Linked DNA regions of Gossypium hirsutum: region 2 is linked to region 1. The links are chromatin contacts, called in public Hi-C maps. All regions are on one chromosome and are shown on one strand. The core of a region is the stretch at or near the end of the contact, and the rest is flanking DNA. Distances in the headings are between cores, read along the strand shown. Region 1 holds the start of LOC107911489 (protein BLISTER). Region 2 holds the start of LOC107921000 (exosome complex component RRP4 homolog).

Region 1 (7,088 bases), core at 2,978-5,477:
GCAAGTGGTTCACAGTGTTAGGTTTCTATCATGGCTAGAGCTTTTATTACAACCGGGCATTGTTGCCATAAATTGATTTGACTCTTAAGATGAGCAGCAGGGTTTTATTACAATTGTCTTGCAATTTAGGTTATGTACTTATGTTGCAAGTGTTCATGAATGCATCAAGATTCTGCTTTTATGTTTTCATTTGATCAATATATACGTGTCTGTGGCACTGCAGAGACTACTCCTCGGAGGTACTCCCCGTTGTCATTTAGCCAAAGACTGAAAATTGGCGTAGAAGTTGCTCGGTGTTTGTTATACCTCCACGATAGAGGCCTGGCACATGGAAACCTAAAACCGACGAATATACTCCTTACTGACTCCAATTACCATGTTTGCATCACTGATTATTGCCTTCACCGGCTGATGACACCAACTGGCACTGCGGAGCAGATATTGAATCTGGGAGCCCTTGGATATCGTGCTCCAGAGCTGGCTCTTGCATCTAAACCAGTCCCATCACTGAAGGCAGATGTGTATGCTTTTGGAGTGATCCTGATGGAATTGTTAACGAGAAGAAGTGCGGGAGACATAATATCGGGACAATCAGGAGCAGTCGATCTGACAGATTGGGTTAAATTGTGTGATGAAGAAGGGCGGGGAATGGACTGTATTGATAGAGACATTGCAGGTGGGGAAGAACACACGAAAGCGATGGATGAATTGCTAGCCATATCACTCAAGTGTATTCTTCCTGTAAATGAGAGGCCTAACATTAGACAAGTATTTGAGGATCTCTGTTCTATATCCGTTTGAATTTTTGTACATTCATCGTGGAATATTCATTTTCCTCATTCTCTTTGTTGATTTTTTTTCATATTAGTTCTTCTTTTTTTTTTTTTTTCCTTTTTTGGGGTTTTCAGCCTTGTGATTTTGGGCCATCACATTTCTTTTCCTCTGGAAATTTTTCTTGTAAAGTGACTACTAATCCATTGCCATTCATTATTTGACAGTGTTTCCAGTTTGATCATCAATTAAAAGACATTGCAAATTTTCTTTTGAGATCTGTTTTGATCAGTACTTTATTATCTTAGGATGTACTTGGATGGATGGATGGATGGGTGGATGGAAGGATGAAAAGAGAAAAAAAGTTGAAAGGAAAGAAAGAAAATAGAAAAGATGGCATTTTTCTAACACAAAAGCAAATAGGAGATAAAATGGGAAATGAATTTTTTAAACCCATGCATAAACTATTCATTATCCCATCAATTCTCAATTCCTATAATGGATTCCTCGTTTAAACTTACAAACTCTAAATTGTTACAATAGTAAGAAGCAATTCAATCAGTAATAACATCTTACCGAATGATCTCAGCCTACAAGATTCTCAATGAACCAAAGATTGATTTTCTCAACCCCCTTTACTTTTAAGCTTGCAAACGCTTACAGGAGGATATAAATAATTATATTAATAACAACTTATCAAATATTAACAAGAAAGAAAGAAATAAATAAATAAAACCAAATTTCCCATTTTCCTTTCCGCTTATCTGTCCCATGTAAACATAGCAAGATGTATGGGAAGATGGTGCAAACTCAAACTGTGCATCTGCTTCACATGCATAACATATGCCGCCGCCATCTTCGACCTAATTGAAGCCCCTAATTCTTCTTTTGTGACTCAGTATGTCTGATGAGGAGGCTCAAGAAATTCATCTGTCAAAGTTTATCAACATATACTATTTTCCTTTAAATTCTTCATCGAGCCAATTTAATCAAATCAATTAGTAAATTTGGGTTTGATTTTGGACTAATTAATAATTATATATTTGTGTGTGTTGGAACTTTCATTCTCTCCTTGCTAATGTTTCAACTCTTATTCAGAAAACTTGCTAAGCTGTTCATAACATCTTGTTTAAACAACTCCTTATTTAAACAACTATCCATCGAAACCTTTAAACAATAGACTCTTGGACAGCTCAAGTCGAGTTGCATTTGGGCTTTTTGACTTGATTCTCCACAATTGTTTTCTTCATAAGCAATGAGTCTCAAAACATGTTCCATCACATCCTATACATTGCTGATTGGATTAGGAAGTGAAGGAAAGATTGGTAGCTTTGAGCTTTTTGCTATTTAGTGTTGATGCTGAAACAACCTGTTTAAACAATTGTTTGGACAAGACTTTAAGACAGCTTAGATAGAGTTGGATGTTAGCATTTTATATTTAGACCTCCGTGGACGTTTTCTCCATAAGCAAATGAATCTTAGAACATGTTTCATCTCAAACCATGGTAATTGGATTTGGATGATTGAAAAAACTACGAGATCGACATGCCTTATCCGTTAAGACTTATCCTCGTCTTTTAAGCCTTTGTCCTTGGTGATTTATCTATTGATTTTACTTGGTTTATAAGGCTTTATCTTGGGATAAAGATTGAAGGTTTTTATCCAGAATTATTGTGCAACTAAAAGGATGAATTTATCTTCACAAAGCTGATAAGGGAAGTTGCCATGTTAAGCCTACAAATAGGTTGTTGTACTGCACACATGGGTGTGTTTTGTGGAGTGCTTTTGGTTGTTTATTTTATTAACTTTATTTTGTGTGTTTGGCAGTCGTGTTAGACAATTTGTTGGAGAGTTTATATTTGATGTAAGTGATGTTTTTGGGATGAGTGATTTGCAACAATTAGGACTAGTGTAAAGCTGCAATCACTTGTTTATATGAATGCACGTGTTTTTAAGCCCTACGCTTAACAAACCTAGGAAGTAATATAGGTAAACGGATCGAGAGATGAGGTTACCAAGTAAATCGTGTATTTATCCTAGTGAGGAGAGTGAGGCCAAGAGATAAGCGTGTACTGGTTGATTAGTTAGGCAGTAGAGGTCGAGAGGTAATATTATCTAGGTAATAACTAATTCTCTAATAAAAAACCGAGTTTTGAAGTTAATTACGACCACGAAAATAAGTTAATCTTTTATCTATTAATCGATCATAAGTTGAGAACTCGCATTGTCGACACTAGGAATAGGAAATTCTATTAGGTTAATTTAGAGCAATTAATTTAATTAGCTTAATTAATCTTTTAATTTGGATTCACACTACTAATTTATGACTCAATCAGATTATTAATTATTTTTTGTAATTAATTTAATAATAAAATTCTCCAATATGCAATCCCTTTGGTATAATCCTCAAAATACTTACTGGTGTTCCGTTGTAACACTTCTATATTATAATTTTACCTATTCGCTTGCAGATACCGCTCTAATTTTATATCGATTTATTTTCACAATTTTTTTACTCTAAATGTTCGTATGTTTAGAGGTGGTCAGACGCAATAAAGGCGTTGTGAGAATAGGTGGTGGAGAATGTCATGGACCGCACAAAGGAGCCCACGACCAAGGCACCATTTGATGATCCATTTGTTTATTTAGGGTCATTCGATGCGATAGGACTGACCTATTACTTAGAGAGACTAAAGCCTATCTACTCAGTTTAGAGAATATGTAAACACTCTAGTAATTTATATTTTACTAAGGCGAATATTTTGTAATCCTGAGGGATAAGAATGTATGGAGCTTAAATCTCTTAGGAATCTCATCTTGTAGATAAGTTTTAATATTGACCGTTGATCTAATTTAAATTGTACTACTAGATCTGAGAGAGCTCAACCGTAAATAGAGTTACCCCAGATTCTTGAGTAATAAAATACTTTTGAGAATATTTATTCAAACACTTAGGCGGATTTGAAGCAAAAGAATCGCGTTCTAGCCTCGTAACATTTGGACTCGAATTTTTACGGACTTGAACTTTCTCAAACTTGAATTCCGTCAAAACCAAGCTTTCTCGTATTTAGATCATTAAGAGCTGAAATGGATTAATGGAAATGAGCAATGAAATGAAATACGTGAAAACATTATCCCGAACCTTTCCCATCATCATATCGCATGGCATCGTGGCAGTACAATAAATCCATAAAGGAGATGGGGAAATAATAGTTATAAATCTTTAAATCAAGAATTTATATTGCCCAGGGTGATTTGTTTTGGTTAATTAACGATGCATGTACTAATGATATACTTAATATTATCTAATCAAATAATCATTTTTTTAATTCAGCTAATCTGACTTGAAAGTTTTGTTGGGTTGGATATTTTAGTGATGTCTCTCCTAGTAGGGCCGAACAAAATTGAAAAATAGAAAATTTATTTAAATGGTAGTGTTTGGTTTTGGTTTGAGGTTTTGAATGTTACTATTATTTTGAAATGAACCGAATTATATCTTTAATTTAGGGTTCCTTTAGATGCAACTGGGTTCCAGTAGGTTGGCTTTTTTAGGCTAAAAAAAATTGCAACTAAAATGTTAACAAACGCAAGGCTCAACTAAAATGTTAACAAATGCAAGGCTGTTTAGAAAGTATTCTTCAGTACGTTGAAAATACATTTCACCTCACCGGAGGCTTAATTCTAGACTGGAGACTTTTGGTCCAATAAAAATTTAGCAACTTCAGTTATTTTTCTTTTCCTCTTTTACCCATATATTCTGCAGTTGCATTCTTCAGGCTTTTCTAATGTTTGGCTACCCTTCTTCTCCCCTTTCCCCTTCCTCTTCCCTTTCCCCTTCCCCTTGGGTTGCAAATCAGTTTGGTCAAGGACCTCTTCCGGTTCCTCCTTCATCCAGGTAGAGCTGCTTCTCCTTCTTCCGTTCTTCATTCCTTTTTCTTATCCTTGAAATCAAGGAGAAATTCGAAGACCTACATGCTCTAATCAGGTATTCCATTAAAAACTAATAGCTTTTATTTATCGATTTTTAAATGTGCATGCATATAATTATTTGAAGAAAAAAATCGTTCATTGTGGAAATTCTTATATGAGATTTTGTTTTTTCTTCTACTGAATTTCTGGGTTTTGTTGGAATCCTTGAAAAATATATATTTCTTTGTCAGATCGTGATGACATTGACTAGATTGATTGTCTTTGGATTACATTAATGACCTTTCGATTGGAAAAGGAAGTGTTGGGTCGATCTTGCTTTTGACCAATGATGAGGGTTTAGTGAAAATCAAAATTATGGAATCAATTTATGTTTTTTTCCGATAATTTTAATTGTTTGCAATGATAATTGTTCAAGTGGAAAATAGTATTTATTTTCAGCTTTGTGGTGGGTGGTTGTACCATTAAGATTGAGAATGAAATTATCGAATTATAGTCAATTGAAATCCGCTATGCATTTTTTTAATATCATGGAATGGAATTTGGCTTGTTAAATTTTACTTAAGGTGTTAATTTTGCGTTTCTATTAGTTTGAAGGGATTTTGTGAAAGCTGAGAAAAAGGGGAGTAAAGATGGTGAAACTGACAATGATTGCTCGTGTTACTGATGGTCTTCCTCTGGCGAGGGACTAGATGATGGTCGGGATCTGACAGATGCTGAAATGTACAAACAACAAGTTAAGGCTTTGTTTAAGAATCTCTCTAAAGGCCATAATGAAGCTTCAAGGATGTCTGTCGAGACTGGTCCTTATGTATTCCAGTATCCTTGTCCTGGTATCTATTTTTTGGATGCCATATTTTTTGAGTTATGAAATAGGTTTATACTTTATGGTCTATTGAGGGAAAGAAATAAGTTCTGTTGTATGTTTTTCTCAGTACGATTTGCAGGTGCATCTGAATTATACCATTGTGGTGTTACCTTGACCTAAGTTCATAGCTATATCATTGAAGGTCGTGTTTGTTACTTGACAGTGTGACCGTTCTTATCATTGCAGTGGGAATTTTTGTTGTTAGACTCCTGTGACTTCGTTTATGACTCTTCAATAGTCTGATCAATAAGTCTTTGTTTTGAATGGTTTTCTTTTGTTGCAAAGGATGAATTCAGTTTTATGCTGCATTTTAAAATGCTATGCTGTATGTATGCTGATATGCATTTTGTTCTCTTGTGTTCTTTGTCTAGTGATGTTCAAATTGTTAGGGAGCTTGTTACAAATACTTTTTAAAATGTCAACAACATTCTATTTCAGCCCTTATCCCTTTTTTTATTCTTGCTATGTCTGGTGTTTGGTATTGCAGGCAGAGCTCGAGTCTTTTAAAATGGAATATGCAAATGCACGACTGGAATGTAATGCAGCTGATGAACGTGCTAATATATTGGCTTCTGAAGTCATTGGTTTGGAAGAGAAGGTAACAAAGTTTCAATGGGTAAAGGTTTTCTTCCTTCTCCAATTTTATTCTATTCATTACAGAACATATATCACTCTTGATAATAATACTGAAAGATCAGTAAGCTGTCATGTTCGTATATGCATGGTTGTAATATATACCACGTGAAGGGTGCCAGTTTAACTTAAGTGGCTCTCTAGTCCTTTTTTATATTTGACTTGATCATGTTATTTGCTTGTTTTATATGATATTATTAGCATTTGGAGTTTCTTACTTTATTCCCTTGAATATATTTCTGTATAAAGCTGTTGACACTGGAGTGAAATTACTTTTGTCTTCTGCTAGATTAAAATGTTTTTAATATCCTTTCTGTAGGCACGTCGATTAAGGTCAAATGAGCTAAAATTGGAGAGGCAATTGGAGAACTCATAGGCTAAAATTTCTTCTTTCAAGTATGCTTTTTTTAAGTCTAATTATGAAATTTGTCCCTTTATTTTACAGCATCTGAGAAGTTAGTCCCTCTGATTTGTCAGAATGGTCCTCATATTTTATGAACACTAAGAAATTAGTCCAATTGAGTAACATTGTTAAACCTTCTTGTTAAACTGAGCTGTTCAACAACTTATGTGCTAGGAATTAGTAAAAACCAGCAGTAGCATATTTATGTTACAAAAAATTTGACCTATATTCAACTTAGGTTACTATTTAAGTTTTGAGTATAGTTTTGGCACAGCATGCAACATGTTAATTTTGCACCATGCATCTGGTGTAATTATATGTTATTTTCAGTCTTACTAACCTGGATTATTTTAACAGTTTGTATCATTGGTGCATCCATCAGTTAGTGTTGATTGTTCGATACTACATGATTGTTATGAATCATTTGCAATGTATTGCTTGGGAAGATACCTTGTTGCTTGCTTGGGAATGTTCATTTCAAAGACC
Region 2 (7,088 bases), core at 2,903-5,402, 460 kb after region 1:
TTGTATCACATGCCAGTTGTATCGTCCACCTCGTTGCTCACATTGCTCTGTATGTGATAATTGTGTGGAGCGATTTGATCACCATTGTCCTTGGGTAGGCCAGTGCATCGGAATGGTAAGTGTATCAGGCTTTCTCTTGTTTTTTAACTAGTTGTCTATTTACTTGCTGAAATCTGTATGTTTTTAAAATGGCCAAAAAAAATGAGAAACCAAATCTAAATTATGCACTACAAACAATCGAAAGATTCACATGTGCAAAAATATATTTCTAGACTTTATTATCTTCAGATCCTTTGCCAACAAAACAGGAAACTGAAGTACCATCTTTAGTGTAATTGATGTTTTGATGTTGATAAACATCATCATTGTAAGAAAGATTTGCTCAATGACAAAAGAGTAACTTACCTTCTATGTATATGCAGCGCAACTACCGTTCATTCTTTTTGTTCATTTCGTCTTCAACCATCCTCTGCATCTTTATCTTTGGAATCTCTGCCTTGAACATAAAATTCCTTACGAATGACTATGGAACGGTCTGGAAGGCAATAAAAGAGTCACCACTTTCGGTGGTACTAATGGTTTATTGCTTCATTTTCCTTTGGTTTGTTGGAGGACTTACCTGCTTCCACTTATATCTTATTGGCACAAACCAGGTGAGTATCCTTCTAAATTTTTGGGAGGTTTGGGGAGGAAGTATTACCTGTATTTTGTTCTTTATGTAAGTGGTTGCAGCCTAGTACTCTGATATGCTGCTTTTAGCTTCCTGTTATTTGTATATGATACCAGCCAAGCATGTCTAGAAAGCCAAACTACAAATTTCTTTTGAAGAAAAATATAGACCTTGGGAATGGGAACATACACAAAATGGACTAGGATCTTTCTACTATTTACTTTCTCTATTTTCGTTCTTCTCTCTTTCAAAAGCTGAAACCTGAAGTGCAGGTTGTGAATTATTTATGGAAGAATGTTCAGGTGCTAAAAGTAATGGATGTAAGATGGGATGGGATATGTGAATAATGATAGCTTTGATGTATTTGGAGAATGTAGGTTTGGCATGATGCCAAAACAGTTTCAACAAGGAGAACGGACAATAAAAAAGTGAGGGGATGGGGGAGGGGGAGGGGGAGGGAGATGAGAGTATGTTGACTTTTATGTTATTTAGACTTAACTTGGGAGTGAATGTCAAATATGGATATATGTCTAATTCGAATTTTCTCATATATTTAAAGGACCATATTTTATACCTGTGTCTAAAATATTCAACATAAGTATCAAATAAGAATATAATAAGAAAAATAAAGAGTTGATATAACATAGATGTGAGCTACTTACTATACATCTCTTTCTGTTATCAAGAGTTTCTTATACTGTATTTATTTCTTTAGACCACATATGAGACATTTCGTTACCGAGGAGTAGAAAGGCCTCAAGTATATGACCGTGGCTGCTTGAACAACTTTCGAGAAGTATTCTGCTCCAAGATAAAGCCTTCAAGAAACAATTTTCACGCTTATGTACAAGAAAATGAAAGAGGGTTTACCCGGGGCATGAATTCAGAAGGTTACATAGGTAATTTAGATGGAAACCGAAGAGAAAAAGTAGAAGACGACCGAGAAATCGGTGGCGACCTTCTCAAGATATCCCAACGCCGTGAAGCTGAAGATGCTTAAGAGCAACCTCAACAAGCAGCAGCAGGCCTTTACCAAATCTCTTCTAAGGCTAGCTGAGTTCCTTTGGGATGAAAAATACCTTAAATGGGTAACTTTATCTTTGCCTAGAAATCTTGAGGGCATGGATAGCTAAAGAATTTTGAAAGAAAGAAAGAAAGAAAGAAACAGCAGCATAGACTAGCACTGATTGTTTTATCAGAGTCCATATTTGTTTATAGACAGTGCAAATCCAATTTAGTTTTATAAATATCCATCACTGAGTTATTCAATTCTCCCTTCTCAACATTGCATTATTATTATTTTTCCTATATTATGGTAGCATAATTTCCATCATAGATACATTTGTGAAGAGATTTTTGATTCGTTTAAGAGAAAGTTGTATAATGCTCACTCAGAACTCTGTAAAGAAAAAAAATAATTTTGAGCAAACTGAGTATGTGGATTGACAACTAGATATTCTAATTCTCATAAAATGATCTATTTTGATCAACCATCAATATTATCTCTTCAATCAATATAAGATATTTAGAGAGAGCTAATTAGAAGTCTAATTATTTAGAATTGTCAATAAATAAAGAGTCTTCAAGGCATAATAAATCTTATGGACGGCAAATCAAGCCCAATAAGTACTCTTAATGCCACCTCCTTGCTTGCTTGGGTGGCAAGGTTTCTCCATACATGTGTTTGTCACCTTTTAATATTAAGGCTTACATATATTTTGGATTGTTAATTAATTTCAAGTAAAAAATTAAAATTAATTATCTAATTAAATATAGTACGCAAACCCTATTTTAATCTCGTTGAACTCACCACGTTTTTATTGTATTAAAATGCATACACAATTTTATTTACTTAATTTTATTTCAAGCAATTAAATATTATAATCACTTAATTTAAATCCACTTCGAATCCATCATTTGATCTAATTAAATAAATATCCAAAGTAACTAAATTAATCCCAGATCAATCTAATCGTTAAACAAAAAAAAAACTTATTATTTCAATGAGTAAATCTAGTGAACTAATTCTACTTGTTCAATGTGTACGGTCCCATGCAAGTGTTCATATTAAACTTAATCTGTCAAAAAGTTGTGTTGAGTTAATAGATGAACCGATTGGACATATATAATTATGACTTAAATAAATTGTAATTAAGTTTTGGCTCTTTGTCTATTAATTATAAAGTTATTTTGTCACATAGTCATTCCACTAAAGTATTATAATTGATCTCCCTATTATATACTATTACTGTAACGCCCCCAAATTTTCTATACAACATCTGGTATTGTTCTGAGATCATGTTTAGTGAACTTTGAGAAAATATAAAAATGAGTTAGAAAAAGAGATCATAAGGAATTAATTTGATATTGGTGATGGAAATCAATGAAGAGTTGTGAATGTGAAAATGTGATAAAATGATCAATCATAAATTTTAAAAAGTATGAACACTAAAATATAATTTTACTAATTTGAGAAAATGTTAGTTAATAATGATTATTTGGAATAAAAATGACATGAAATGTATATTGGTAGGATGAAGATCACATTTAGTCTAAATTGGATAAGATTAAAAAGCATAGGGATTAATTTATGAATTTTCACTTTCACCATAAAAAGATAATTTATGACATAAGTAAACTAATATTGGAGTATAATTGTGAACTATACTATTTAGATATGTTAATGTGTCATCTTTATGAGAAGGGAAAATTGACTTGAGATGGCTAGTAACAAGTTACAAGCACAAAGAAAACTAGGGGAGAATCGAAGCTTATGTTCTTAAATGCTATCTGATGTTTAAATCAGCAGGTATTTAAAAGAGATAAAGGGTTTGAAATATATTAGAGAATAATGATAGTGAAAGATATTCCTTAATAATTGCTAGATCTTCCTTTTTTATCAAAACTTGCGGCCATTCCTTTTGTTACTCATGAGTTGCTTTCTTGCATAAGAGTGTGTGGTCGTATTGATTGGTTGAGATATTCGTAGTCGTTAATATCATGTTCTAAAACCATGTGCTTACTCGTTAGGGTATCCTTATTTGGCAAGATTGTGACCATGAACTTTGTGGTGTTACCCTATTCTTTTATTTAGGTGTTTATTGGATAGTAATGTTTATCTTAAAGCGCCAAGTGTAACATTGAAGTTGTAATTGAGTTAATATCGATTATGTTCGCTCTAATACATATTTTTTGGATTGGGGTAACAACTTTATATTAAATTTTCTAGAGTTGAATTATTTGTTTAATTTAAATTTCTCAATTATTACAAGTATTTTAAATTTAGATTAATTTGATTAGATATGAATAACTATTTAATCAAAAAAAATGTTTACATTAATTATAAAAAATAGCCTTCTAAAATGTTTTAATATATTTTAAATAATAAAAACAGCTTTTGACTTCTAACAATTGAGTTAAGCCTTCGCTTCTGAACAAATTTATTTAAATTAGGTTTTTCTTAGTTATAAGATATTTAGGCAAAAGAAATATCATTGTGCAGAAAATCTAACTTCTTCAACCCACGTAACTTTTCCCCTGTTTCTTATGCATTTCTCTCTGTCTCTTCTTTAAGCTTGAGCTGCGAGATATTTTTTTTGGGTACTTTGGTCACGGAAACAAAATTACAGAAATCTTACAAAAGTACGAACAAATCAACCGGGTGGCCCAATTAAATAGCCCGTTAACAGCCCAATTAGTAATCAAAGAATGGGGGGAAATTCAATCGAGGCATTAGGGTTTAGGGTTTCTTCTTCTCCTTCTTCTCTCCACTTTTTTTGTTTTGCAGGAAGAGTTTGAGTACCCCGAAATCAAGCTTATGCCGAGTAGCCGATAACAAAGATAAAATGAGAGGATTGAAGTTACCGTTGAGCCAAACCCAAAGGGTAAGACTTCAAAGGGCATTCGAAAAGCTTCAGTCTCTATCTGCTATGGCCAATTCCGACGCTTCCGTTACCGTCGCCGATACTATTCCTGTCAACTACGAAGACGCTTTTCTCAAGTGCTCCCCAAAAACTACAATTAAATTAATTATATAGCATGGCTAAACACTTGTTTTATGTTCTTCACTTTTTTTTTTCTGAAGGGGACATGGAACAACGGACCTCAACGGCGAATTGGTGGCAACTGTGTGCGGCGTTGTGGAGCGCGTCAACAAACTGGTCTACGTACGCTCCTTACGCGCTAGGTATTCTCAAACAAAAATCTCTCTTCAATCCTATTACTCTTCTTTTGTTGTTTTGGAATTTAATTATTTTCGAATTATTAAATCTTTTAGGTACAAGCCAGAGGTTGGGGATGTCGTAGTGGGACGTGTAGTCGAGGTAAGGCCTAAAGTGGCTGAATAACACTTACCTTCAAATGTGGCATTGACCCAGTATTTCCCTTTGTACCAAAAATAATTATTCTTCTTTTCTGGAACACATAAGGGACTTTGCATTTTCATTTATTCATATTCAGGTTGCTCAAAAGCGGTGGAGATTAGAAATTAATTTTAGCCAAGATGCGGTTTTAATGCTTTCTTCAATGAACATGCCTGATGGTATTCAGGTAACTTGTATATTCCTTGCAGAAATTATGTAGAATTTATAATGAAATTCGATTGAGGTTGGATGCTTGATGTGAGAGTGCAGTTCTCCTTGTATATTGTTAGACTAGCAAAGTCTTTTTAGTTGAACTTCCACCATTGGTCTGATACTGCATAGTATCCCTTGAAGCTATCCATTGAATTTTATATGAGCAACATTTATAAGTTCCTCATTCCTTGTTTGTCTTGCTTCAAAACTGCCTCATATTTATGCTAGCTGCGTTTTGATGCCATATGGGGAAAATATTTATGTTTTTTCCCTATGTTATACTGACTCATTTTTCTTGAAGAACCTGTTTTTGACATATATTTGGTCATTGATATGTGGATATGATCCTCCTAATAGATGGAAAATTTAGAAAATTGAATATACCCATGTTGGACATTTAAGTCCGATACTCATCCCTAAGTAACATACAACTTTGCTTTTGCTCCCTTATAAATTTTCCTAATTTAAATTTCACTTTGTATTATTAGCGACGGCGAACTGCTTTGGATGAACTCAACATGCGAAGTATATTTGAAGAGAATGATATTGTCTGTGTAAGTCCAGTGACGCACTTGTTTGTGTTCTCTTTTGTAGTATTTTTATATGAACATGAACATGCTATATGACAAATAGAAGAAAACGATGAACACTTGTGTTGGAAATGACATTCTTTTTTCTTCAGGCTGAGGTTCGTAATTTCCAGCATGATGGCAGCTTACAACTCCAAGCAAGAAGCCGAAAGTATGGAAAGGTATCTATCTCGAAAGAATTTGTATATCCCTTCTGATTTGGCATAGTTTGTCGATCTTAATAATGCTATTGCTGATTGAATCGACATGTACACAGCTTGAGAAAGGCCAGTTGCTCATAATTGATCCTTACCTGGTGAAGAAAAGCAAACAGCATTTCCATCACCTTGAACAGTTTGGAATTGGCTTGATACTTGGACGTAACGGATATATATGGATTGGCGAACATGTTGAAGCTAGAGACAGTATGGTAATCGATCAAGCTAAAAGTACTGAACAATCTACAGTTGTTGAAGGAATAAACCAAGCTTATACCCCGCTAGAGATGAGGCAAAACATATGCAGAATTGGAAATGCTATCCGAGTATTGACGAGTTTAGGTTTCAATGTAGATTTAAATTTGATCATGGAGACAGTTGAGTTGAGTAGCTCACTTAAGATTGACATACATGACATGCTTGGTTCCGAGTTTCATGTTCTGGTTGCAGAAATGGAGGCTGAACGAAGAATTTTGACTACAAAGCGGAAAAGATGATCCGACATTCATCTATAAATCGTTTGTGAGTTCTCTTCCAAGAAAAGATTGCTAATTTGTTGCAATGGAATGGAGAATGTTGTACCTTAATGCAAAATTCTTCCTGTTAAGAAATCATTATTATTTTTAATAGAATGTTATTGGGTTTTCATATGCTTTATTTATTAAGCATAATTCTCTAATAAGATTGAGTTTTGAACTTTACTAAAAATAAAAGTAAATCGTTGATGTTTTATTGCACGAAAATAAGATTAAGAACTTTTATTTCATTGTAGTTTTACTCAATTAATTTTGGTAATTGATAAATAGAGCTTAATTATCAAAATCATTGGAGTACCGTTTCTCTTTATCAATTATTGGAGCACTGTTAAATTATTATTTAGTTTATTTAAATAAACATTTTTTATAGATTACATCAGTCAATGAAGAATATTTTAACAAAATATGATCATAACAAAATAAATGTTCTCGGCTCCTATTTCATACAATATATATTTTATTATATCCCTTTATCATTTGGACACGTGTCAGTGCTAGAAGTAGTGTTGACCTCCTTGTTG

What was found. A called contact is a pair of places that touch in the nucleus more often than the background predicts.
Region 2: a contact with region 1 is called in a Hi-C map of leaf, with 2.2 times the contacts expected there. The contact joins the promoter of LOC107921000 here to the promoter of LOC107911489 in region 1. A contact is called at or near these places in 3 of 34 Hi-C or Micro-C datasets (leaf and seedling).

What each region holds. Positions count from the first base shown.
Region 1 is chrD11:39,454,251-39,461,338 of Gossypium_hirsutum_v2.1, forward strand. LOC107911489 (protein BLISTER) reads left to right here and starts at 4,228. Exons shown (of 4, transcript XM_016839315.2): 1 at 4,228-4,756; 2 at 5,289-5,531; 3 at 6,054-6,182. The coding sequence starts at 5,412. LOC107911490 (probable inactive receptor kinase At5g10020) reads left to right here. Exons shown (of 4, transcript XM_016839320.2): 4 at 224-1,047. The coding sequence ends at 801.
Region 2 is chrD11:39,919,101-39,926,188 of Gossypium_hirsutum_v2.1, forward strand. LOC107921000 (exosome complex component RRP4 homolog) reads left to right here and starts at 4,153. Exons shown (of 7, transcript XM_016850845.2): 1 at 4,153-4,670; 2 at 4,755-4,856; 3 at 4,947-4,992; 4 at 5,129-5,218; 5 at 5,733-5,798; 6 at 5,927-5,995; 7 at 6,091-6,677. The coding sequence starts at 4,516. The coding sequence ends at 6,528. LOC107921326 (protein S-acyltransferase 8) reads left to right here. Exons shown (of 5, transcript XM_041104516.1): 3 at 1-115; 4 at 423-653; 5 at 1,386-1,939. The coding sequence ends at 1,670.